Linked DNA regions of Siniperca chuatsi: region 2 is linked to region 1. Evidence: chromatin contacts called from public Hi-C data. All regions are on one chromosome and are shown on one strand. Each heading gives the region's core, a stretch centred on a gene start, on an enhancer-like site or on the middle of the called end of the contact. The rest is flanking DNA. Distances are from core to core; before and after follow the strand shown. Region 1 overlaps LOC122887349 (rho GTPase-activating protein 12-like). Region 2 holds the start of LOC122887349 (rho GTPase-activating protein 12-like).

The links. A called contact is a pair of places that touch in the nucleus more often than the background predicts.
Region 2: a Hi-C map of an unstated tissue shows a contact between it and region 1, with 3 times the contacts expected there. The contact joins the promoter of LOC122887349 here to the enhancer-like site in region 1. A contact is called at or near these places in 3 of 3 Hi-C or Micro-C datasets (liver, skeletal muscle and an unstated tissue).

What each region holds. Positions count from the first base shown.
Region 1 is chrLG13:5,755,243-5,761,182 of ASM2008510v1, forward strand. All of the region lies in intron 2 of LOC122887349 (rho GTPase-activating protein 12-like), which reads right to left. Among protein-coding and RNA genes, the nearest start is that of trnal-uaa, 26 kb to the left of the region's middle. Within about 2 kb of position 3,284, the one cell type or tissue checked has an H3K27ac peak away from gene starts, as active enhancers do. A contact at or near this core is called in liver, where this site is marked.
Region 2 is chrLG13:5,796,564-5,802,503 of ASM2008510v1, forward strand. It overlaps LOC122887349 (rho GTPase-activating protein 12-like), which reads right to left and starts at 2,322. Exons shown (of 19, transcript XM_044220448.1): 1 at 1,837-2,322. LOC122886651 (kinesin-1 heavy chain) reads right to left here. Exons shown (of 26, transcript XM_044219104.1): 26 at 4,034-5,940.

The sequences.
Region 1 (5,940 bases), core at 2,034-4,533:
CTGGCCCTGTGATGTTTTTATTGCAGGGGGATCAATACGGATGAAATATGCAGGAGCCGAGCAAACAGCTGGAGGTACCCACAAGTATCGAATATTTAGTGGACTAGAAGAAGCCTGAGAAGTGGGCTGTTCAATACAGTATCACAGCATGACAAAATTAAGGTGGAGTGCATATATATACATAATATATATATGTTACATAATTTATCGTAGTTTCTTCTACCTGTTTTTGAAAAGTCTTGAGAAGGCAGCAGTTGCAAGAAAGTCACTGGAAAGCCCAAACAAAACAGGGAAACTTTCTTTGCAAGTTCTACCGTCGAGCCATTAAGCAACGCAGGTAAAAGACTGATTTTTACCAGAAATGCTCTGTAATGCTATTGTGCAAAACTGACTAGACTATGAAGCAAGGTGCAGCTTAAAAGTTAAGCAGAGTTGAAAATGTATAAAATATTACCTCTGGCGGTGAGCAGCTAGTAAACACGTCATCCTCTTGATGAATTGAGACTGCTCTACAAAAACTTCTCCTCAAACGGATCATTGCCATTGTTCCTTCCTAATAAGGTGTCAGCCTCTTCTAATGTATGCAGTGTTCACTGGTGACACTGTTCTGTGGTCTTCCTGTATTCTGCTGAGTGAACATGTGATTTAGTGCATGGATCTGTCAAAGGGGAAGTCCTGGTAGTCAATCGACCGTTAAAAAGCCAGTAAGTTAGTATCCCACTTAAGCGGTGGCCGCAAAAACCACATTTTCCTCCCAAAGCTGTTCTGAAATTAAACTTCACTTAAGTGGTAGGAAGGCTCCACAAACTGACCACAGAAATGTTTAAGAGGTGTTTGTTTCCAGCAGTGTACAGTGGAGCTACACAGGAAAACATTTTACTTATTAACCTGGCACAGCATCGTGTGGATTTAAAAATAAATTAAGATTGTTAAGCAACTCATGGCCAAACTTTCCAGTCCCTATCAAACCTGTGCAGGACTCAAAAAGATCCGTTATCTTGGCTGCTCAGACGTAACATGAGGCAATCTACTCCCTTTCACCTGATCATTCAAGGGAGGAGAAGCTGAAGATGACACAGAACGAAGGTTTAAGAAGGATTTAAAGTAAAGATACAGCTGGGTGCAACTCAATATAAGGAGAACAGTCCTGAAACCGTATTTTTTGCAGTCATATAAATGTCTTATATCCTCAAATGGCAACTTAGCAGCAATTTCAAGAAGTAGTCTTATTGTGAGACTGGTTTTGAACTGGTTTTAGAGGCCACACGGTTGTGAAACCCTCTCAGTATAAGGTTCATGTAAAGCCTGAGCAAAAAAACATAAAAACTGCAGCTAGGTCTTCCAATGACAGCAGCAATACGGGCTATGTCAAATAACAGCACTCATTATGCAATTAAAGGTTGGCTCATTAAAAATGCATGAGGTGTCTCTTAACTCCATTACAGCAGCAGTATATCCTGAGCAGCTGGTGCTGGACATCTGGTGTGAACAGACTGACCACCTAAACAATACTGAGCTCTAAAACCACTGAACCACTGTGGGACATTAAGAGTTGACCTCTTACACTGAGGGAGCTGCTCTCTTTGAAAACACACTGTGCTTTAGTAGAGGTTGCCAGGTGTACAAGTGTTATCATGTACTATAGAGTTGTGAAGTGCCTGGAGTTACTTTGGGCGTCCAGGGTTGATCTTATGCTGCATAGGCAATGTTAGGTAATGGTGGGCAGTTGGATAAACTCTCCTGATTGAATTATCAAACATGAGTAACTGACTTAGAAAATACAGGGTACTTGATAAAAAGTCAAAAGTACTAGCCTGTGTACAGATGTAAAAACGTAAAGAGACAAGTCAACTACGACTGTCAAGGAGTATTTCAGTAAAAAACATCCAATCGCTGAGCTTAAAACTATAGTTTTAAGCTCAAAATCTGGCTGTTGGGAGCAAAGGTGGTCATTAGTTGAAGACCTCAAACTGAATTGAGCTGACTGATTACAATATTGACCAATAAGCCTCGATCAAACCAGAAGTCACCCACAGCACCTACTGTACAGTCCACAGTAAAACACTGAGCCTGAGGGAAGACTACACTGCTGCAGCCAATCAACAGTTCTGATTGCAGCTCAGCATATTCTTAATTTCCTATTTCAGGCCAGAGCAGGAGTTAATGGGTAGAGAATAGGAAGGGACGCTGCCAGTTCCAGATAGGAGACCTGCTAGTCTTATCTGTACTGCCTGCAGCTCTGTGGTGGAATAATAATCAACTGGTCCAGTGTTCGTCAGCCGGAGATAAACCACATCAGAGCCAGAAAGAAAAAGAGATAAAGAGAAATGAGAGAAGACTGAAGACTGCTTCAGGCACTGAATGCATCAGAGCTAATATTAGACAGAAATGGCTACAGATGCTTTGGCAACACTTAGTTTATATTTAGACTAGTCTGGTGTGAGTTTCAGAACACTGTGTTCATTTCAAGCAAAGTTGTTGTCCTGATTCACATAAAGTTGGGGTCACTATAAAACTGCTGGGTTGCTGTTTAAAAGCAAATTCCAGGAGAAGCCTGCTGGGTCCTTTCAGTGTTTGTTTCAGTGGTTCTCTCGGTGGTGTTTTGGTCATTTAGTTCAACTTCTTGTCTTCAGATTGCTTATTTTGTCTGACTGGTAGTGAAAACACAAAAAGATACTCAAATTACAAGGACTTGAGACAGAAAAGCAGCAAATCTCTTTACTTTGGAGCAAACATTTTGTAGTTTTGCCCTGACAAAAAATGACTTAAATGAGACGTTTGATAAATGGATTTATTAACTAATCATATGAGCACTGACCCTGAAAAGGGTTAATGAATGTATTACGTATTATCATGTTTACAACTACAAGCTGACTTATGTAGACTAGCCCACAATCAAACACGCAATGGGGAACATCATAACCTTCAAAACCGATATGACATGCTGTCTTAAAAACTAAAGTTGTGTATTTATTTCACAGTCGACATGTTTAAGCTCTTCTTCAGCTGATACCCAACTAATGAAATCATTTCAAAACCAAACCGACTGTAAGTGGACTACAGTTTAAAAACACATCAGAGAGTTAACCAGAGGTGCAGGCCTCAGTGTCCTTTAGGTGGCAGCCTGACAGCAAAGTTTGTAAAGTCTTAAAAGGGATGGGCAAGTAATGGAGGAGGAGGAAGAGGAGGAGGAGGAGGGGCTCCACATGTTCACCTCCTCTCTCCTCCCATTTTCTGTTTGACACAGATTAACCTGCTCTGCTACATACCGCACCGCAGGGAGCTGGGCCATGCAAACACAAAACATACATGCTTATAAACATACACACACTGGAGTATTTTGATGCCAACCTCTAAGTGCGTGGGTTAGACTAATACACAAACATGTGCAAGTTTGCACATGTACAAACCTTCTCACAAAAACAAAAGATAACCTTTTTCTACTTCCTTGTCCATTAAGTTTTTAGTTTCATTGGGGAAAAGTGCCACTGCAGTGCTTTACACGTTCATAGTCACACAGAGTGTGTTACTGAGGTGCTATCAAAAAACTAATATTGCATAAGTAGGAAATGTTTCTTAATATTTCCCTCCTTGTCAGCTACATTGGGGGTGTAGCCAGAGGCAGACATTCAGACTATTTCCTTCATGTATGGGTTTCATCTTATAGTCACTTTTTGATTAATTTTGGATCTGGACAACATAGTCACAAGGTACACAATTTGATCCTGAGGCAGACAGTCTACTGTACATACACCTTTGTCTGCCAAGGAAACTATCATAATATTAGCATGGTGGACAACAAGAAACACCAATATTTACCACAGCAAGGAGCCAAATAGCTAACTTAATTCATATTTGGGCAAAAGGTTTAACTAAGTCCAACTTTTAAGATTCATACTGTGACAAATATGCATTTAAAGTAATTTTGAGTGAATTTTCCTTCTATCTGAGTGGATAAAAGTGGGAAAAATGTAGCTACAAAAACAGAGTTGATGCTTTGATTTTGTTAATTTCTGTACATATTTCACTGTAATTTAATTTCCATATAATAGTGCTAGGTGCTACATTCATTGCTGGAGGACAAATGACCAGTGAAACTAGCCAGGTGTCAGGAGGTGTGACAGAGCCTGATCAGAACAGGAAGAAAGGAGGTTGCATTAGAGAGGAGTTGTGTACATGGAAAATGGCCAGGCTGTCTTTCCGGATAAGATTACATCACAGATACTATAAAACAATCTAAAAGCCTCTGAGGTTTAACAACTTATTAGCCCTCAAGCTTGAAAATACATGTCCATTACAGCCTGGTGTCTCTTCCAGTCCGGTCTGAGGTAATCTCGCTGAAACCTGACTGAAAACAGAGGAAAGAAAAGCCATAACACACACTGCAAGTCAACACAAAAAGGCCTTGAAACACTGGCTGCACCCAAGGTAATTATGCAACTCCAGAGCAACATTCAACAGGAGAAAAGAGAATGAAGCTCAGAGCTGTAATCAGGAAGCAGTCAGGCTGCACTGGACACTTCGCAGGTAGCTACATCCATATTTAAATAAGGAAACTAAGCTTCACTTCCGTGTGTCTGTTTTGGGACAACATCCATTTGTTCACGCAGTCCTTAACAGCACCGACAATGTGACAAATACTAAATGAGAGGATGCTTTTGAATTGTGCAAGAAAGGAGCATTTTCTTTTTTGTATAAAATACGAATGATGAAATCTCCACTAGTGTTGGATACAACTGATTTAGGGTGACAACCAGCGCTGGAAAGCCTGATATTGGCACAGATCTCCACATTCGATCAAATTTGATTCAGAAAGTCTTGTCTATTGGATAGACAAAAAAAATCTTTTCAGATCCTTATCCTGGGCACTAAAATTTATTTTTATTCGACAAGTAAGCAGCTATCATCTACGTTACTTTTTGACTAATAACAACCGTTTTGTACATGTTGTAATAATACAATTTCTACAAAACATACAAGTTACACAACATGTAGCTATAGGTGAAACATTTACAAGTAACCACAGTCAAATTAATATTGGATCATTTAACTGAAAAATTTAAAAGAAAATTTAAATATTTTCTTTACCCAGCCGTAGCTGCAACTAATCATTTTTCATTATCTATTATTTACCATGATGTAAAATGCAGAAAGTATTCACATTTGAGAAGCTGGAACCAGCAAATATTAGTTGTTTTCTGCTTGATAGATTACTAACAATAATCCATTATCAAAACTACTGTCAGTTTATTTTCTGTCAATTCAGAGAATCGATTAATCGACTCATTGTTTCAGTAGTAATTGATTAGTGATTACCAGTGTGTTTGCTGCTCAAATGGACCAAAGCCCACATTATCTTTCACTTGCCTTTGACTGACAATGAATACATTTAAGTAGTTTACCCTAATAGACCAACTGCATGTTTGGTCTATTACACAGCACATCAATTTTTGCCTCTTTGTGATATTTTGTGACATATGCAATAAGGTCCCTGTTTGGAGTCCGTTGGAAAAGGGAAAAAAAAAGGTTCTTTGTTCTTTGTGGGATATGAGGGTCTACACAGTTAGAGATCAAAGACAAGTGATGTACGGTGCCCTCTTTTACATAATCCTGCTTGGGTGTAGCATCACTGAAGTCTGTCAGAGAAGCAGGTCCACAGAGGAATCCTGGTCTTGTTCTGAATCTAACTCTGATCTACTCGTGTCTCTACACGAGCTGCAAATGGGTCGAATGTAAGAAGCAGCAGGGGGGTGAGAAAGTAACGAAGAAAGTGATGCAAGAAGGAGGCAGAGAAGCTGCTGGAAGATGTTCATAGAAGAAATCTATGCCACACAACGTCTGGTTATTATCATAATTTTATCATATTGTCAAAACACCCTCCAAATTCCACACAGTGAAATGTAAAAGTTTGGGTTATGGGTTAAGTTTATGTACAAGCAA
Region 2 (5,940 bases), core at 1,072-3,571, 40 kb after region 1:
CTTTGAGTGAGTTATTTTCATCAGAGAGAGTGAATTTCTCTCCCATTATGGAGCTCTTTAAAGAGAAGGGAAAGGAGGTTGGAGAGATGTTATCAGGTTCACTAAGCTGATTTTAAGTAGTGTCGTTACCGAACAGCCAAGATGCCTACTTTTCAGAAACAACGCTATGATTTTCTTTCCTAGTTATTCAGGTTTATTGACAAACATCACCGTCAACTGTTTTCATTGGAACTACTAAAAAGAGTTTTGTGTAACCATAACATGTTTCTGGAGAGATGTGTTGCCTTTAAGTTTTGCAAATGTCATTTTCAGTGCTTTGAGCAGCAAAAACACCACTCACCTCTACTATATCGGGAGAGGCATCAGCATGGCTCAATATCGCGATCGGTAAGTGAGAGAACGTATCTTTTTGGGTTAACTGAACCTTTAATATGGGAAACCGAAGAAAAATGTGTAACATCAGGGACAAGCAGAGCCATTCAAGTACTGCACTATGACCCTCGCACGTAGTCACACCAAATATAGGTCCACGTTCCCCTAAACAGCTTGGATTCAGCACAGGCTGTCCCAGTTAGGCACCTCTCACCACAACTTTCCTCGAAACTCAACTCCCCGAGGTCCCCTGCAACTGTCATAACCACAATCTGTCACACTTCAACAAACCACAGCCAGCTGCGGCTCACTTAGTGTGGGCATCTTGAGAAAGGAGAGAAGTGAAAACACACAACAAAAATAAAACACAAAAAGGGACATGTTTAGAGGCAGTTAGGTCACCCATTGTCAGAATGAGAGCAGGCAGTGGGGTTCACGCCCCTACAATACAGTAAATCTTGCTGCTCACACTTACCAAACAAACCAATTCACCAGCTGGAAGTTGCATCACAACCATGTGGGTGGGTGGGTGGTTGGGGGAATCTATGATGTGATTTATGGTGTTTAATATACTGATTTTGCTTTCAATGACTCGACTAATTGTTTAGTCTATGTCACGAAATAGCACAAAGCGGCCATCACAGTTTTCCAAACCACAGGTGATATCTTCAAGTTGCTTAATTTGTCCAACTAAAAGTCCAAAACCAACAACAACAAAAAAAGCTGCAAATCCTCACATTTCATAAGACTGGCATTTTTGGTTGATAAATGAATTAAATTATTAATCAATTATTAATCAATTATCAAAATTGTTGTCTTTATGTCAATTGACTAATCACTTTAGTTATGTATGCTGTTCTCCAATGTATACTGTTATCAGGGCATTTGTCATTGTGGTTGGTTATTGTTAACGTTATAGGCTAAGTGATGGCTCGACTAAATGAAAAATCAGCGCAAAGATCAATCAACAGTATTATCAACGAGCTCTACTGTGATTTATACTCAAAGTTTCAAATCACAATGATGCGGCTTATCTTAAAACTGATATCTTCAAACCTCTGAAAATATTTACGTTTAGACACGTTATTTCTCACATACATCGTCATTACAGTTCAAATAGGTGAAATGACAGATCACCTGCTTTGTGAGCAGCAGGACTGCTGCACCCTGACAGGTTCACTTACTGCTGACAGATAATGAAGTTAACCCACAACCAAAAATGTAATATTTCTGTCCGAGTTAGCTAACTTAGCTGCTTAACACCAACTTTATGGTACAAAACAAAGTATAAATACACCTGTCAGGCGTGTTGGTTGTCTTTGGTTTGATACTTTAGCTATTAACAGTTATTCCTAAAGGGATTAGTTAACTTTACAGTTCCTGATATTTGCACAGCACTCCTCTGAACTTTATTAGCTATGGGAATACTTGTGTGCACGTTCAGTAAGGGTGTAAAAGTCTTACCTTTAAAGTTATATTCACGGTTGGCAATCTTAACATGGAGTTACAGCTCTTGTCTGGGCGTGTGTGTGTGTGCTGGTTTACAGGAGCTAATCTGTCGCTAACGTTAGCTAGCTAATTAGCTTTCTGGCTAAACATTCCTCAGTGTTCCAAACACCGCCGCAGTCAAAGATCCGCACCCTGACGTACCTTCTCTCCTGGTGAGACAGTCCTTGGAGAAAAGAAAACACACTCCAATTGCCCTGGGTGAGGTTAAATTTCCGGTAACTTTGCTGTCGACCCGACCACCGTGTGAAACTAGTTCTTTACTTGTCAGGGTTGTCAGATAGCGGCGCTCCCGTCTCTCCTGTTCTTTCCTGGCCGGTGTAATCCACAGCAGCACTCGCGCTCGTTCCCGCGGACTCACGCCTGCCCTGACAACTTTGGCAGCTACCTTCAAGCTAAGATCGTCTATTTAGATGGTACACCACTCCACAGCTTTTTCGGGAGAAAATCTGACCCGCCTTGCGCTCGGCAAGTGCCCCGAGTACGCGTAAACTTTGTCGTTACCATGGTAACCAATCTGGTAAACGGGGCGTATCAGACCCGATATTTCAAACAAATAAAATGGCGTTTATCATACTGTTAATACAACCGTTCGTCGTGTATGTAATACCACCAAATGGCTATGTTTTGTTGCCATTTCCATCAACTCATTAAAGCGGCTTCATGTTTGGAGCGGAAATACACTCAGAGTGAGAGCTCTTGTCTAATTTGTGGTCTATGGTCCGAGCCCTCAGGTGTTACGGTAACGCAAAGGCAGCATTAGCGCCACCTGACGATTATACAATGGAACTACAAATACATTGCTGGATCCAGTCTGTGCTTTCCACCTACCCGCTTTAGAGGTGCGGGTAGCTAGGTGGATTTTGTTACATTTGGACAGAGCCAGGATAGGCCTTGTGCTAAGCTAAGTTAACGTTAGCCGGCTGCTAGATGTAGCTTCATATTTAGCATACAGACCTGAGGAGTGGTATGAACCTGGCTAGTCGTCTAACGTCAGGCAAGAAAGGGATTATGTCGAACTTTTCCCTGAGGCAGTCTGGGAAAATATTGAACTTAATCATTGGTTTCACGTCGGGCAGACAGGTCACAAAAAATATATTTGAAAGTGCAACCCGCTGCTAGGTAACAGGTAGGCCTAAAAAAAACCGATTTGCGTAGGGAACGTTATGTGGCCGAATCACGGAGTAACGTATGGAGTGGGGAGCTGACAAATGGGGCTACTTCCACCCGTGGTTGCCTGGCAACGAAACATCTCCATAATGGCCAATTGATGATATTGTACTGAAACAAGCAATTTAAAAATCCCACTCGTCGCCAAATACTATACTGACACCTCTTATCGGATGGGGTTGAGGTCAGGGATCTGAGCAGGCCAGTTCCTCCACACCTAACTGGGAAAATCATTTCTTTATGGACCTGGTTTTGTACAAAGGGGCACTGGCACGTTGAAACAGAATGGACCTACCCCCAAACTGTTGCAAAGTTGGAAGCACAGTATTGTCTAAAATATAATTATAAGAATTCATTTAAGTCTCAATGAATAGTACTTGTAGTCCATGTTTATCCTGCCAACGAGAAGTCACTTAACAGACTGCAAACTTTTTAATATCTGCAACCCTCTGTTTTTGTTTCTGTGCCCTAAAAACTGGCAAGCTGTGCAGATCCTACTCAGTGGGTGACACCTGAAGATGCCCAGTTGTCTTCCTGGATCCATCCTCTTATGTTTTACAATCTACATTTTGTCATCATAAATGTATATTGTCATGTATGACTTTCTGTTGTGAATTTATTCAGTACACAAGACATCTATTGCATGTCTGTCCGTCCTGGGAGAGGGATCCCTCCTCTGGGTGTAAGGACAGAGGGTGCTGTATGCTGCACAGATTGTAAAGCCCCTTGAGGCTAATGGTGATTTGTGAAACTGGGCTATATAAATAAAATTAACTTGACTTGAAAACAGTCCCAGACCAAAAGTACATAGAAATATTGGTCATATAGTGTATACGCTTCCTGAAAAATAACTTTTCTTCAAGATCAACAGTAAAAAAGCAAATTCAGAAAATCCATTTGTAAGCACGATGCTCTCTTCAGCATTAAATTACTTGCTTCACTCTTGCAAAACAAGCGGAAACAAAAGAGGACAGAGATATGCAGGTGTTTTCTCATAATTATTTAATCACACATACATTTACATCATGCAATCAATCCAAAACTGTGATCTCATGAACTTCCCATCTCTGTCCATATCAGAGCTATTTGTGCCCCAGTTCTCCAGGAATGATCCAGTACCTTGTCCACTGATGGATCCTCAAAACTGTCCTTTAAAAATTGACCAACTATTACACAGTAATAAAAAAAGTGGCTACACTTTGTTTTGTTTTTTTAAATTTAGAATGAATGCAAAATTCAATTTAGGTAAACACCACAAATAGTCTTTGCTGTTTTTATTAACAATTTTTTTCCCCCATTTCATATCCAGTTTTGGTGGAAGGTCAAAGGATAAACATTTTGAGGTCCATGCTGCAAAATCTTAACTAATCTAGAAGATTACACAGAGAGAATAAACCATCTCGATAGACACCAAACACTGTCCTGTCATAGATACGGGGAGCTACTCCTCCCTGCAGCGTGTAGAAAGTAATTAATACTACTTAAATTATTGGCTGTCAACAAACAATTTACAGGGCTTTGGAAACTTCTTATTCCTCCAGTCAAAAACAGCCACATGTGGAGTGTTTTTATGAGTGCAGGTATTGTGAAGAAGTGCTATTAAACCCAACTTTCCTGTTGCAAGATGACAGGTTTTAGTATGACATTTTACGAGAGAAAGCCAAAATCCTCTCCCCTTTTTACAGCTAGATTCGTTCCACTAGTCTCAGCCAAAAATGTATTTTGCAGTAGAAAGATTCTTCTGTATTTAATCTGTATTTCTAAAGAGCTGAAACTGATTTAAATATCTACCACTGCGCTGTAAAGTTTGACCATCTCGTCGTCCTGAGGGAGTTTACTGTCCCCTGTATCACGTTCCAGCTTTTCAGAAAGGACAATGAACAAAGCCCTCAATGAGAAAATACATTGAGAACCAAAAGTTAGCGAAACAGAAGCTAACAAGGAAGAGGGGCAGGACTTTGACTCCATATGGCAGGATTACCGCTGCAAGCACCGCCTGATCACACCTGCCAGTCGACTGATATACAGTGTATTTTACAGTATATTGCACTTGCACAAGATGTTAGTGTTCTCACGCTGGGGTTACAACCTACATGCAACTACAAGCTCTTTGCCAATGCACTGGGGCTTCATCACAGGGTTAAAAAAACAAAAAAAAAACAAGCTGTGGTGTGGGAATTAAATTGAAAAAAAAAAAAATCACGAAATTACACTGAAAAAAATACAACAAAACACAAAATAAATCCTACACCCCTTGACTAGATTTAGTTAAATAAACGTTTACTCCAGACGAGCCAAGATTGTTGTGCAATTTCAGACCCTGCTCTCCTGACTGGCTGATCAGCAGCAAGGGTCTGACCCATCGACTGACACCCCCGCCCACCGTTCCCCTTCAAATGTGCATCGACATGATCTATGGAGCAGTGAAAGAGATACAGTACATAAAACCCAGCAAAACACATTGTTTTCTGCAAATTTACAACCAAAGGGGCATGTACAGTTACAGGTCCTAAATCTATGAGAAACATCTTAAAGGGTGTGAGAGGGAAGACAAAAAACAAAACAAAAAAATAGAAGCGAGGCACCCTTGAAAAGAAATAATGATACAACAGGGATCAAACAGTTCCTGTCAGGTCAGGTTTACAACTAAAAAACAATCCTGGAGATGAGTGAGGTGCAGCGACCCAGCTGGGACAGGACAAGCATTGTGTGTGTGCGATCTCAGTCTATACGCCTGCAGTCTATGTGCTCCAATGTGCAGAGAGATATAAATAGTGTCCATTAACACAGCATTATTAACCACTGAGAGAAGTAAAAACAGTACATTTAGCTACTTAGCATAGGCTATGCTAAAAGGTGGAAGTTTGTTGTGTTAACCGGATCATTCTCTTC